Regions from separate parts of the Mus musculus genome. Here region 2 is linked to region 1. A link is a contact called in public Hi-C data. All regions are on one chromosome and are shown on one strand. The core of a region is the stretch at or near the end of the contact, and the rest is flanking DNA. Distances in the headings are between cores, read along the strand shown.

What was found. A called contact is a pair of places that touch in the nucleus more often than the background predicts.
Region 2: a Hi-C map of adipose-derived mesenchymal stem cells shows a contact between it and region 1, with 2.4 times the contacts expected there. The contact joins two enhancer-like sites. A contact is called at or near these places in 6 of 484 Hi-C or Micro-C datasets (adipose-derived mesenchymal stem cells, cerebral cortex, embryonic stem cells and 3 more) and 3 of 115 datasets of contacts at active chromatin or transcription factors (bone marrow-derived dendritic cells, heart atrium and pancreatic cancer cells).

The regions. Positions count from the first base shown.
Region 1 is chr1:149,853,488-149,860,471 of GRCm38.p6, reverse strand. It overlaps Pla2g4a (phospholipase A2, group IVA (cytosolic, calcium-dependent)), which reads left to right. Exons shown (of 18, transcript NM_008869.4): 14 at 2,788-3,027. Among named protein-coding and RNA genes, the nearest start is that of Pla2g4a, 100 kb to the left of the region's middle. Within about 2 kb of position 3,496, at least 60 of the 459 cell types and tissues checked have an H3K27ac peak or open chromatin away from gene starts, as enhancers often do. A contact at or near this core is called in adipose-derived mesenchymal stem cells and pancreatic cancer cells, where this site is marked.
Region 2 is chr1:150,023,808-150,030,791 of GRCm38.p6, reverse strand. It overlaps the pseudogene Gm19136. Among named protein-coding and RNA genes, the nearest start is that of Pla2g4a, 66 kb to the right of the region's middle. Within about 2 kb of position 3,306, at least 36 of the 459 cell types and tissues checked have an H3K27ac peak or open chromatin away from gene starts, as enhancers often do. A contact at or near this core is called in adipose-derived mesenchymal stem cells and pancreatic cancer cells, where this site is marked.

The DNA.
Region 1 (6,984 bases), core at 2,247-4,746:
GGATGAAGGTGAGGAGGATGAGTGAGGGTGAGAGATATTGGTTGCCGCATGGTATTTGTTGTTAATGAAAAAATGAGAAGATTCTATATGTGGACAACTTTCCAACAAAACAGTTGATAAAAATGCACCCAGTAGTTCACACATACATACACACACACACACACACACACACACATCCCAATTATCACTAAAGAGTAAGATTCTGTTCTCATAGCCAGGCTGCTCTTATGTCTTTATAAGACAAGTTTATGCAAGGCTCAGAGCAGTTACCTCACCACAGGATGTAGCTGCTCCTGACCATGGCATAGGGAAGAATGTGCTGTGCCTTACACACACACACACACACACACACACACACACACACACACACACACACAGAGGGGAGGGGATGGAGCAGGAGAGAGGGAGAGAGAGAGAGAAATAAAATAAAAAGAAGAAATAAAACAAAAAACAAAAAAGCAGCCACCCTTCTGTCATCTAAGCCTTTAGCAGGATGGTGCCAAACTAGGGTTCAGTGCTGGGTTACCGATTTGACTGTTAGCCCTGCTTAATAGCTGAAGCCCTGGAAAGACTGTAGGAAACATACCTTAATTCGAAAGTCTTCATTTAAAAGTTCAAATTTTACATTTGGCTAGTTGATCAGACTTGCATTTTTAAATTTGTTTTTGATGAAGGAAACAAGCCAAGTACAAAGGGGCCCTATGCCCTATGTCAAGTATTTTGAGAATAGTTAGGAAAGGTCATGAAATGGATGTAGCTGATTGTTACTTACTGAGTAAATCACATAAGTGACCAGGACATTTAATCACGATTCAGCAGTAGCCAGTTTTTGAGGCTGAGAAGTTTAAGAACTTTGAATTTGCTGTTTTTGTTTTAGTTTTGTTTTAAGTTAGAGGTTGACACTGTGAATATTTTTTTTATTAGTTCTTACTGTTCTTTTAAAACAAGCATTTTAGGTTCCATGAAAGATGGAACAGATAGGTCATTTTGGTAAATCTCCTGCCCCATACTCTCCCAGACAATGTCCCCTCCCCGCCCGCACTATAACTTGTTCCATCAGAGTGGTACTCTCTGTTACATGGATGCCCTTCAGTGGACGTGTCCTGGTCTCTAATGCCCAATGTGGATGATGCACTAGAGTGTCACATGGAGTCATTTTACAGCTCTCAAAATCTTCTCTACCTAACCATTGGTCAGCTGGGGAAAACTAATTCCTTTGCTCCCTCCATACTGTTGTCTCTCCCTGAATGGTATATAATTGGAAACATGCCGTCTGAATCTTTTTCAGGTCCATTCCTTTTTTCTCTATAATGAAGAGTTTGGTTACTCTGATGTCTGCTTACGGCTTTATGTGTGTTTAGTATATATTTATTGGAAATTGTAGAAGTTGAATATAGATGCTCATCTTTCAAAACACACAAGGTGGTGGTGGGTGTAGTGAGTTGGCTCAGCAGTTAAAAGCACTAGCTGCTCTACCAGAGGCCCCTGGACACCTGTGGCAGCTTACAACCATCTGTAATTCCAGTTCCAAGGAATCTGACGCCCTCTTCTGGCCTTCTCAAGCAATACATGTAAATGTGCAGACAAAAACACCATAAAGTACAAATAAGTTTTTTAAAAATTAAGAAAAATAACCCATGGGGCTGGAGAGATGGCTCAGTGGTTAAGGGTGCCGAAAGCTCTTCCGAAGATTGTGGGTTCAAATCCCAGCAACCACATGATGGCTCACAACCATCGGTAATGAGGTCTGATGCCCTCTTCTGGGATGTCTGAGGACAGCTACAGTGTACTTACATGTAATAAATAAATAAATCTAAAAAAAAAAAAAGAAAAATAACCCATTAATACACAGAATTTTATGTATGCGTGTATAGTTATTCACTTGGTTCCTAGATGCCAGAGCAGAAGGGTTCTGCTCAGGTGTTCTTTGACACTGATAAGATTATGCTGCAGTTTGCCAGCTGTAAGACTTTCTATTCCCAGCTGGAATCGAAGGCCAGCCGCTTCCCTGAGAACTTTACCCTGAGATCCAAATCACAATAACTCTCATTATAATCCTGCGCGATTGACTTCCTAATGAGGAAAGGAAGGCTGGAAAGTGGTTCCTTCAAACTCACTAAACGTGGAGAGGATTAGAACACAGAATGAGCCCTCCCCTAGAGTTGATCTGGGCATAGTTTGCGAGGAGGAAATCATTTGTCATTGCTTCTCTGGACCACTGGTGAATTTTAAAACACTTTATATCATTTGTTTAAATTACAGAGTTTTAAATCCCCAGACTTTATAAGCAGGTCATAAGATCGATGCATGAGAGTGTTTATTTATCAGCAGTCAGATGGTGGGTCTGCTGTCCTGCCTAGCTTTGTGTAATTCTTGGATGTTTATTAAGCAGGATATGGACTCTTAGGAAAAATTAGAAAACATAGGTGGTAGTATGAAGTAATATGGACTCTCAGTGTGTGTCTGTGTTGTGTGTGTGTGTTGGATGAAAGAGAGCTAGGGAGAGGGAGAAGGAAGAAAAATTTTTATGTGAAAAATTTAAATAGATCCAGAGGTTTCAGTGAAGAATATAGACTGACCTTGTGTGTAGGTAAAAGGTAACTATGAGGACTTGAAAACAAAAAACGACTGGGCATTTATATTCTGTTATATTATTTTATTTTATTGCACAAAAGCCCTAGAACTTTAGTTTTAATTTTGATGATTAACAAAGCTAATAATAGCCAAAACCTGTACATTTTGGCACGTGTGTAAATATTTGGCATGTGGCATGTTCCTCCCCTTCAGGCACCGAGAATGAAGAAGCTGAAAAAGAGTACCAAAGCGACAACCAAGCAAGTTGGGTCCATCGGATGCTAATGGCCTTGGTGAGCGACTCGGCTTTATTCAATACCCGAGAAGGACGTGCCGGAAAGGTGCATAACTTCATGCTGGGCTTGAATCTCAACACATCATATCCACTGTCTCCCCTGAGAGACTTCAGCTCTCAGGATTCCTTCGATGACGAGCTCGACGCAGCGGTAGCAGGTATGTAAGCCGTCTAAGCTACTTCAGGATATCTTTAATTTTAATTGGGGAGAAGCATTGTAATTATGGTCAACATTTAACTAGACTCAATTTTAAGAACATTGACTTGTGAGAGACATTACTACTACTGCTACTCCTACTACCACCACTACTACTACTGCTACTATTGAAGAAAAATACATTGGTTAGGTAATGGCCTAGCCATGCTAGTATAGAAAATATTCTTTGAAATACTTTCTTAATTGATCAGGGTTCCCCTAGAGTCAACAGGAAACCTCTACCGTGATAATTATAGAATAGTGTAAAGTAGGGAAATAGGTGCTTCCAGAGTTGTTCCAAGGATTAGAGAAGCAAGTCCGAGGCTTCCAGGAGTGACTCCAAAAAACACCAGACTCATTCCCCAAACGCCTCCACAGTCGTGCCTGGCAACGGAAAGAGAAGAAGCAGCACAGCTATGTCTCATTTCCTCCTTTCTATCCCGTGGGCGGGCCTCTTTGGAAAAGGCCAGGTCTCTACAGATGGGATCTTTGAGGATGCGATGAAAGTTCTCTAGGCCTGGCGCCCCCTTGTGGTAACAGGGAACGTGCAGCACAGGGGTTGGAGTGGAGCCTTCTGCAGTGCCCATCTGGACAGGGAAAATTCCTCTCCAGTTTTCAGGCAAGACTAGGAAACCTTGTGAAGTTGCTTGGTTAAGAATCTAGTCACTTTCACACTTGTCCCTAAGTGAAATTCCCAAGTGTAGTAACCTTTTATTCTTCAGTTCCCTGTGACTTACAGATTAAATGTTACGTTAGCCTTGCTGGTAAGTTATATGGGATACATCTTTTATATGGTGGCCTGAAATTTTCCTCTCAATCACCCCATCATCTTATCTTAGTCGTCTAAATATCATTTCTTAATCATCTCTGTCTTAAGGTCATTACTATGATGCTGTAAAACTTTAGATCAGATAAACAACAAAACTCCCTGAAGCTTTCCCATTGCCTTTGGAAATTATTATAGGCTTCAGAATTTGTTGTTGGTTTCTGTTTGTTTGACTTTAAGGGGAACAAATGTTGCATTTTGTATTGCGTGCACGGCCTTAAATTCTTGGATATGAGTTACATTTTTTCTTTATTTCTTTATTTCTTTTTTCAAGACAGGGTTTCTCTTATAGCCCTCGCGGTCCTGGAACACACTGTGTAGACAAGGCTGGCCTTGAACTCAGAAATCTGCCTGCCTCTGCTTCCCAAGTGCTGGGATTAAAGGCGTGCTCCACCACTGCCCGGCATGAGTTGCTTTTAATTATACATTTATTATCCCCAAATCTATGCAGATTATCTGTAATAAAAATCTAATTGTGATAGAGTAAGTTTACCCGAACTAAAAATGGATTAAAACATACAGCTGGAAGCATTATTTTTCTTGTTTTGTGACTATACTGTTTGTCTTAACTGTCCTGTGGTAAATGCTTCTTCTGAAACTCGTGCTTTACGGTGACTGCTGACAGAATCAAGCAAATCATACTCATAGCTGTTAGATCTATAAAGGACCTTCAGCTACTTAACTTTCTAGACAAAGAATATCAGAGAAACTAGTTCTGTTGTCTTTGTTCCAAATGGCTCAGCAAATCTTGGCTTGGGCCACAGGTCTCAGGGGCTGTTCTAAGTCTTCCCTCCATCACACACCACCCATCCCTGTGGCTTTATTAGTCATTGTTTTGCTGATGTAAGAATGGAAGTTTTCTTGGTGTATACTTCGTTTCATCTCTTTTTCAGTATCATTTTGCCAAAACAGTTCATCTGAGGTTTGCACTGCATACATCCTAGCAAACGTTCCCCACATTTCAAGAACTTCCTGGTAGTTTTATAGTATCCAATATGCTTTTATTTGTCAGTGTTAGGACCATAAGAGAAAGCACTGAGTTCCAAATTAATTTTTTTAATATTAAACAATACATTTATGTGTATATAAATAACACAAAAACATTTGGGACCTATGGAGAATAAGCAATCATTTGCTGCTTAAGTGAGATGAGAATTGAAAGGGGCCACCCTGTGTTTCGGTGACTGTAGGAATTATGCCTCTTTATTGTTTGTCTTAACAGTTGTTCTGAACCCTCACCTGGTTTCTTTCTTTCATTCCTTTCTGCACTCGTCCAGAGTTTAGATGCACTCGCAACATGCTTGGACCTCAAGATTCACCGGCCAGCGTGTTCTGTGTAACCTCTGCTGTTGTGAAGATTAAACACACTTTAAGGCCTTTCTTCCAGGAGCTCGTTCATGGGAGGATTTCTCTGCTTTGGCTATAATAACACGAATAGGAAAGAGAAAACGAGCCACTCTGAGGGAGCTCTAGGTCAGTGAGGCATAGCGATACACAAGTGTGGCCAGCCTGGGGTTTCCCCTTGCTGTGAGGTTGGGAGAATAATTGCTGTGTATATATCACCTTGTCTCATGCCTTTTCCCTGAAAAAATAAAAATAAAAACACTTATTAGCAATTTAAAGAAGTAAAATCAACATAAGGAATGAATCATTCTAAAGTGTATAGCATATACACTAAACATTTGTTCTTGAGATTTGTTTTAGAGTAGTACGTTTTGGTTATCTAGTTATGTGTCAGTGTATGTGCACAAGGAGGCAAGAGAGGGGTTGGCGCCTTGAGGCCAGACTTCCAGTTGTGCACTGCCTGATGTGGGTGCTAGGAATGAAACTTGGGTCCTTTGCAGGGACAATTTGTGCCCTTAAACACTGAGCAACTTCTCCGGCTTCAGTGTTTGAGAGGCTCTTGACGCGTTCCAACGGAAAGTTGGTTTCTGTTAATAATCTTGGAAAAAGGTTTATTCTTCCATCTCAGTAAACACTTCATTTAAATTATTTTTTAATGTGATTTGTGTTTACTTGATTGAGATACACATGTAAAAGTTCTAATTAGTTCAATAATAAATTCCTCCAAATGTATTATTTAGATACCACCATTGCTAGACATAATTGTGTATTAGGCTGAATTCACCGAGCTTGTTAGTGTACATACAGATGAGGGTTTTCCAGAAAGAAACCTTATCTTCTTCCCGTCCTGTAGGAGTTTTAGAAAAATCCCATGTTTATTGTGAAGGCTAAAAGGTTTATCACAAACTGTGATCCCTGTGGTTCAAATGAGTTTATTAAAATTCCTGTGTATAGCTCAGTGCATAAAGTCACTTACTGTCTTGTCTGACACCCTAAGTGAAACCTCCAAGACTCATATGACAGAACCAACTCCCTCATGTGGCCCTTAGCCTCTATACATGGGCAATAGCATGTGTGTGACCTCCCGTCTCACACAGAAAGAAGTAAATAACAGTAATAAAAAGTGAAACAAAACCCAAAATACCCCTTCTATAGTGTACAACTGAAATGCCACTTTTAAGATAGTGAGAAGATATTCCCCTCTTAATTGTACACATTCTTTATGGAACCTAAGGAAAAGTAAAGGCTTTACATTTTAGATTTTGTCCAATGTACACATTAATATTGGAAGAAGCTTATATCTTATTCTATGGCAACTCTGCTCATACACATTAAATTTTGAGTGACACAGTTTCTTAGTCTAAAATGAGTAAAAAGGTGCAGTTATCTCATACCTAGGACTTCAGCTTTCAGACATTTTGAAACAAGATAAATTATAAAATAATAAAAATTGCCATATTAGTTGTGTGTGAAATAGTTAATTGTCTGTAGAAATAAATTTTGGAGGAGTTATTCATCAGTCACGTGGCTTCTTTCCTGTTTACTTTGTGTTTATAGTGTTTACTGTGACACACATTATCTTGACTAACAAGTGGACATGAGATAATTCAGGCCAGAGTTCAAGACACAGATATCCAAATATTTGTCTGTTGTAAATTGAATCTATGTGATGGATTCATCAGATACGACATAACTCTTTAAGGCAGAATTCTCAACTGGCAGGTCACTACGCTTTTGGGTTTGAGCCTT
Region 2 (6,984 bases), core at 2,057-4,556, 170 kb before region 1:
TCAGGTCTAATCTATTTGTTCTCACTCAGTACCGTGATGAAACATTCCTACCCAGTGTTGTTCATCATACCTCCTAACTTTCCAGCTTTGCCAGTGTAGACCTTTCCTCAGCCACAGTCATCAACTTGGCAAACTCCAATTTTCAGTTCAGAGGTTTTGTTGTTGACATTGGCTACTTAGTTTTAAAGATGGACTGGGTTTGACTTTATCTTTGCAAAGCAAGAACTTTTCTTTTTTCTTTTTCTTTCTTTTCTTTTTTTCTTTTCTTTTCTTTTTTTTTTTTTTTTTTTTTTTTGGTTTTTTTTTGAGACAGGGTTTCTCTGTGTAGCCCTGGCTGTCCTGGAACTCACTCTGTAGACCAGGCTGGCCTCGAACTCAGAAATCTGCCTGCCTCTACCTCCCGAGTGCTGGGATTAAAGGCATGCACCACCACACCCGGCTAGCGGGAACTTTTCTAACACACTATCTAGTGCTTAGGAGTTCGGGAAAAGAGCTCAATTGCACAATAGGTCCAGATCCCATGGAATGGTTCTTACTCCTCTTCCCATCTCTCTTCATTTATAATTCTTGTTTTTTATATAACTTCTTTATGTTTATTTTATGAACATTGGTATTTTTGCCTGCATGCGTGTCTGCGTGAGAGTGTTACTGCAAATCTAACTGGCAAGTTGCATATAGATAGTGTAGATTTATCTGAGGCCATACCCCATGGTCTAGGCATTCACTTGCCTGGTTCTTACAGTAAATAGAAAAGGGAAGCTCTGAGATAGTGGTGCACTGCATCCCAGAGCAAACAAATGCATTGAATTGCTAGTTATATAAATTATGTGTACAGGGACTGGATAGATGACTTTTAGTAGTAATGGTGGCTTGCTATTCTTCCAGGATACCTACATGCTTCCTAATACCCACATGGGCAGCTAAAAACCATCAATAACTTGAGCTTCAGTATGTCTGATGCCCTCTTCTGGCATTTCACATACAAGTAGCATACTTACACATACACATACACAAACACATACACATCAACATCAATATAAGTCTTTTAAAAATTATGTGTACATTTTAATGACTTGTGTAGTATTGTCACTGTCTTTTAGGTGGGGAAAAATTTCCGTTTCTCTCTTCTTTTTTCTTTCTTTTGAGAAAGGGTCTTTGCCATCTAGCCCAGGTTGGCTTTTGAACTTGATATATAGCCAAATGTGATGGTTTGAATAAGAATTTCCCCATAGACTCAGATGTTTGAACATTTGGTACTCAGAGTTCTCTAGAGGAACAGAATTTATAGAACATATATAGGAGATTTATTAAAATGGCTTACAGCTTGTGGTCCATCTAATTTAATGGCTGTCTACCAATGGAAGATTTAAAAACCCAGTAGTTGTTTAGTTTATGAGGCTGGTTATCTCAGATGCTCTTCAGTATACACCAGAATCTGGAAGAAGTAGGCTCTAATTCCAGCCAAGGAATGGGCTTCTTAAGAGAGAATGAAAGGAGGAACTTTTATTGTTCTTCTGAAATGTAAGGTACAGTATAGTTCATTACAATTCTCTTTATGGCAGGTTATCTGTGCTGTATATCTGTATACAAACGTATTATAAGCTATCAATTCTATGCACCCCTTTAATCCTAGTACTTAGAAGACAGCAACAGTCAGATCTCTGGGAGTTTTAGGCTAACTGGTCTGCATAGCAAGTTCCAAGCCATCAGAGTTACAAAGTGAGACTTTGTCTCAAAGGGGTGGGGAGTTGGACTTAATCTGTTTGGATATGAAAGTTTAATAATTATGTTGTTGTTTTAGTTAGGGTTTCTGTGGCTCTCAAGACAAACCATGGCAATGGCAATTCTTCTTTTTTTTTTTTTTTAAGTATCCTTTTCTTTCTCCTCATGTTCACTCTTTTAACAGCATCTTTTTTGTGTGCTTTTACTTTCTTTTTTTAATAGTTTTTATTACATATTTTCCTCAATTACATTTCCAATGCTATCCCAAAAGTCCCCATACCCTCCCCCCTACTTCCCTACCCACCCATTCCCATTTTTTTGGCCCTGGCGTCCCCCTGTACTGGGGCATATACAGTTTGGGTGTCCAATGGGCCTCTCTTTCCAGTGATGGCCGACTAGGCCATCTTTTGATACATATGCAGCTAGAGTCAAGAGCTCCGGGGTACTGGCTCACAGTCAGCTATTGGATGGATCACAGGGCTCCCAATGGAGGAGCTAGAGAAAGTACCCACGGAGCTAAAGGGATCGGCAATGGCAATTCTTAGAACAGAAAACACTTAGTTGGACCTGGATTACATTTTCAGAGATTTAGTTCATTATCATCACTGCAGTAGGCTGGCATCTTGAGGAGGAGCTGAGAGTTCTATATCTGGCATGCAGAAGAATTGAAGGAAACATACTTTCTCCAACAAGGCCACACCAATTTCAACAAGGTCATATTTAGTGTCACTCTCTGTGGACCTATGGTGGCCATTTTCATTCCAACTACCATAGCTGTTCTCTGGCTGTGAGGTTAATTTAGCTTAGCCATTCTATGAGCTACTTGAAAATAGAGCTGATGACAACAAGATGTAAAAATATCTTGTATTATCTTGTAAAATTGCAAAATCATCTAAGAAACACAAACAAGAGAGTGAAAATCAGTCAATCGGTTACCTAAATAAAGCATTGAGGGTCATCAAGATGGTTAGTATGTGGTGGTACTTGCTGTCAAGGCTGATGCGCAACTTGAATTTAATTCCTGGGGTTCAAAGATGGAAGGAACTCCTGATGATTGTCCTCCCACCTCCACACACAGGTTGTGGTATGCATGTATAGCCATACACATGTAGAATAAATAAATTTATAAAGAAAATAGTTTATTGAAATGTACACTTTATATTTTCCTTGCTTTCTATTCAGATTTAGGATACCCTTGCCTAGCAGTGAGACTCACTGGTTCTAGTAGTCATCTGCCATAGCCATCAAAAACCTACTCCCCTGGGGTGGACAATCCTTCAGAGATGACACAAAAGTTGACAGAGAAAACAATCAAGTCCAACTTTAGACCTTAGTAAGAGAATTCTCCTGAAGTGATCAGTTTCAACCCTTTCCTAGGTTTTGATATTTTTCTCTCTGGTTGGTCCTCTTGCATGTCTATATGGGCATTTGTAAAACAGCTTATAGAGAGGAAAAAATGCAGCTCCCTGTTACCCGTCCACACCCACTGATACTGGAATTCCATGTGGGCTAGACTGGAGGACGAGGGAAGTCACTGACTAACTTCTGCTACCCCAGAGCAGTCTGACCAGAAGAGAAGATAGAACAGAGCGGGCTGTTAGTGCACATTGGAATTCCACAGGATTCCAGAACCATGAGCCGATGGTTTAGTAACTATAACAGTGTTATCAAACACAAACATACAAAGCTTTCTTTTCCAAAATGAGTCTACAAACACAGGGATTTCCTCCCCTGGGCTGTTTCCATCGGGGAGAACTCTGATAGGAAGGAAAGTCTAAACAGTGAGTGGCAACACAGAACAAGGGCATGAAGACTCAGCATCATGCCCTGCATGATCCTTTCCTTCCAGGGACTCACTAATTTTATGACTGCAGTGACTCATCTCCACCCCCATGCCTCAGTTTACAAAAACACACTGGTAAGATACCACCACCAAGACAAATTATAGCTTCGTTGACCTCTGTCATTTGTCATGAGGCAGTCACACAAGAAACATAGCAGACAAGATATAACCCTTTCAATCTATCATAACTTTAAAGAAGTATTTATAAAAGGTCAAAAAGACAGGTAACACCTCAGTGCTACAGGTGCCAGTGGAAAATGACTGTTATAGAGGTTGGCTTGGCAACTTACATTATGTAATCAGGTAATTATGTAATCCTGCCATTAAGCAAATTTGTGCGGGAGGATCTCCTTGAGTTGGTGGCTAGCCTGAGTTTCTGAGTCCCAGGCCATTTAGGGACACAGAGTAACACCCTGTTTCAAAACAAACACAAAACTCTTAATCAATCAATAGAGAAATAAATAAAAGACATAGATAGAAAAGGAGAAAAGAAAAGGAAAAATGAAGAAAGAATAGAGTGATTGTAGAATGGAAAGGGAGGACTTCCTGTGATGGACAGCAGTGACCTCAGATGTGTGACAAACTCTGGATTCTATGCCTATAATGAGTGATTGTTGTGCTAAGCTACCTCTCAATAAAAAATGTGATTGCCCTGTGTCACTGGGAGTAAGGCATAGTCCTATCCAAGTCTTATCATGTCTGGCCCCTTGTCTCTCCTGCAACACTTTGCTGGTCTTCCTTGGTTTTCCCTGGTCTTCACTTTGCAGAAAGAAATGTGCCAAAGTCCTTCTCTTGGTATTCTGGCTGATTCCGCTGACTCATGCTGATTCGGTGGAGGGGGCTGGGCAGGGCTTGTAGTTTCTGCTGGATAGAGGACTGCTACTGATTCATGTTTGTTGTTTGCTATTGGACTGGACTGCTGGTATCCTGACACTGAAGAGTGAAATCACTGCCAAAGAACTACTTCTAAACTGGCCCACCAAACCCTGTTCTTATGAACCTTCTTTTTCAGTCGCTGAACTAGAAGGGAGGTTGAAGTGTTCAAGAACCCTAAATAAAGTAGATTTAGAGAAAAATCTAAGCCTACAGCTAGGTTTCCATTACCAGGCATGATTTACCTCTTGTTGAGTGGTTCTTAAGTCAAATTAGAGAGCTGTTGGTTCCTGTCAAGATATAGGTTTTGATGCCCTGTTGATCATTGCTGTGGCTAGTAGGCATCAATTCTGGCCAAGACTGTCGATTGTTTTTTTTTTTTTTTGAAGCTTTCAAGGTGCCATCTAGTACCATAAAATCTACTCCCCAGGGAGGAGGCTTACAGGTCAGCTCATCTCAGGGGCCCCTGGACCCTATGTCTGAAGTGTGTGGTGTTTCTACAATAAAGAACCTTTGTTGTTCTACCTGTGTTGAAAAACCAAGGGCAATATTGGTAGCCTGCAATGTTTTGGAGTCTCTTGGGCAACCCAGAGCAACTCAGAAGAGGAATTCTTATGCCAGGTATTGGAGTTTTTGTAAGCTGGTCTTTGGCTTTTTGAAGGAGCAGTGTCAGTCCAGATTAGAACATTTTATTTAAATTATATATGTTTATTTGTACATGAATGTACATGTATTAGTGGTTTTTGCTAATAGCATTATTCCTTATGTCTTTTTGAGACATGCTTACTGTTATTTTATCTTCTTTTGTATGTATTTCCCTCCTTTAACAAGAGACACCCCCCGCCATTTTCTATTTCTCTTATCAGATCCATGATATCCTTCTGTTCTCCTCTCAATTGCTCCCCAAACTTCTGACCCTAGCAATGGTCTCTTTTTACTTACCTGATGTCTGTAGTTCCTCTAAGAAATGTATTCCCATCTGAGGGTCATCTCACTGCAACAGAAGGGTAATACTCAACAAAACTACTAACAACAGATCCCGAAGGATTTGTGGGGAAAAGGGAATCATTGTTCACTGTTGGTGGAATTGCAAACTCTCAAAATCAGTGTGGAGAATTCACAAAATTCTAAAAATAACCTTGGCATAGCTCCAAAGGACTGGATATCCTACCCCAGAAATACTTGCTCAGCCAGGTTCATTGTTGCTCTATTTCAATAGCTAGGAAATAAAAACAACCTAAATGTCTTTCAGCCAACATATTGATAACAAAATGTGGTTCATATCCACTATGGAATATGATTCAACTTATTAAAAAATGAAATAAGGATGTTTGCAGGTAAGTGTATTTCACAACTGATAAACCTATCTCAATGACATGTGATAACTTTTACATAAAAAAGTTCTATAACATAACATGAATAATCTTCTGTAAATACTTCAATTTCCGTGTTTCTTGGATTCATGCTGTATAGTGGGTCTATTAGACTGCATAGTCCATGCCTTTCCCTTTGAAGATTACCAACCTTTGCCAAAGGTATATTTCCCAATAAATCATCATCAACATCTTGAACACTGCAAATAAAAACTTGATGGTAGACACAAGCAATACTTTTGAGCCTGGAACTTTAGGGCTAGGGTCCCTGGAGAGAATTCTGTGCTTCTTAAGGCTATTGTATCCCATGCTTGAACAAAGAGCTTTATGACCTGGACATAAATGAGAGGAGAACCTGAAATACAGATGGGTCTATTCCAAGTACAGTCTGGTCTCCTTTGGGTAATATGTTGAAGTCCATCAGGGAAGATGACCTCAGGGTACTAAGACTGCATAAAGCATGGTAATCCTGTACAGGTCTCTCTCATGCTCTGTTCCCCCTTAGCTCCAAAAATACCAACTCTTGTCCTCAACTCATCCTGGAACTGAACCAGCAGTTCTTCAAGCACTGGTTCAGTCTTCTGGATGTTTCAGTACATTTTGTACTGAAATCCTTATTAGAAGTTTCCATGTCAGTTCTCTTGAGTCACCCCCACACAGCCTAGGTTTACTGTGTGAGCAGGACATGGTCTGGGTACTCCCTGATCTTGGCTTTCCTGTCAAGATGCCTGAGGCAGTGCACCATGGAGAGGAAGAAGTGGAGACCTTTGCCTTTCAGAAAGAAATCACCCAGCTCATGTCCCTTATCATCAATACTCACTATTCATCAAACAAGGAAATTTTTCTTTGGGAATTGATCTCTAATGCTTCTGATGTTTTGGAAAAGATTTGGTTTGGGAGTCTAAGGGACCCTTCCAAGTTAGACAGAGGAGAAGAACTGAAAATTGACAACATCCTTAACCCTTAGGAGCACACACTGACTTTGGTGGACACAGACATTAGTATGACCAAGGCTGACCTCATAAATTTCTTGGAAACCATTGCTAAGTTTGGTACAAAGGAATTCTTGGAGGCTCTCCAGGCTGGTGCAGGTATCTCCATGATTGTACAGTTTAGTGTTAGATTCTATTCACCCTCTAGTAGCAGAGAAAATGGTGGTGATCACAAAGCACA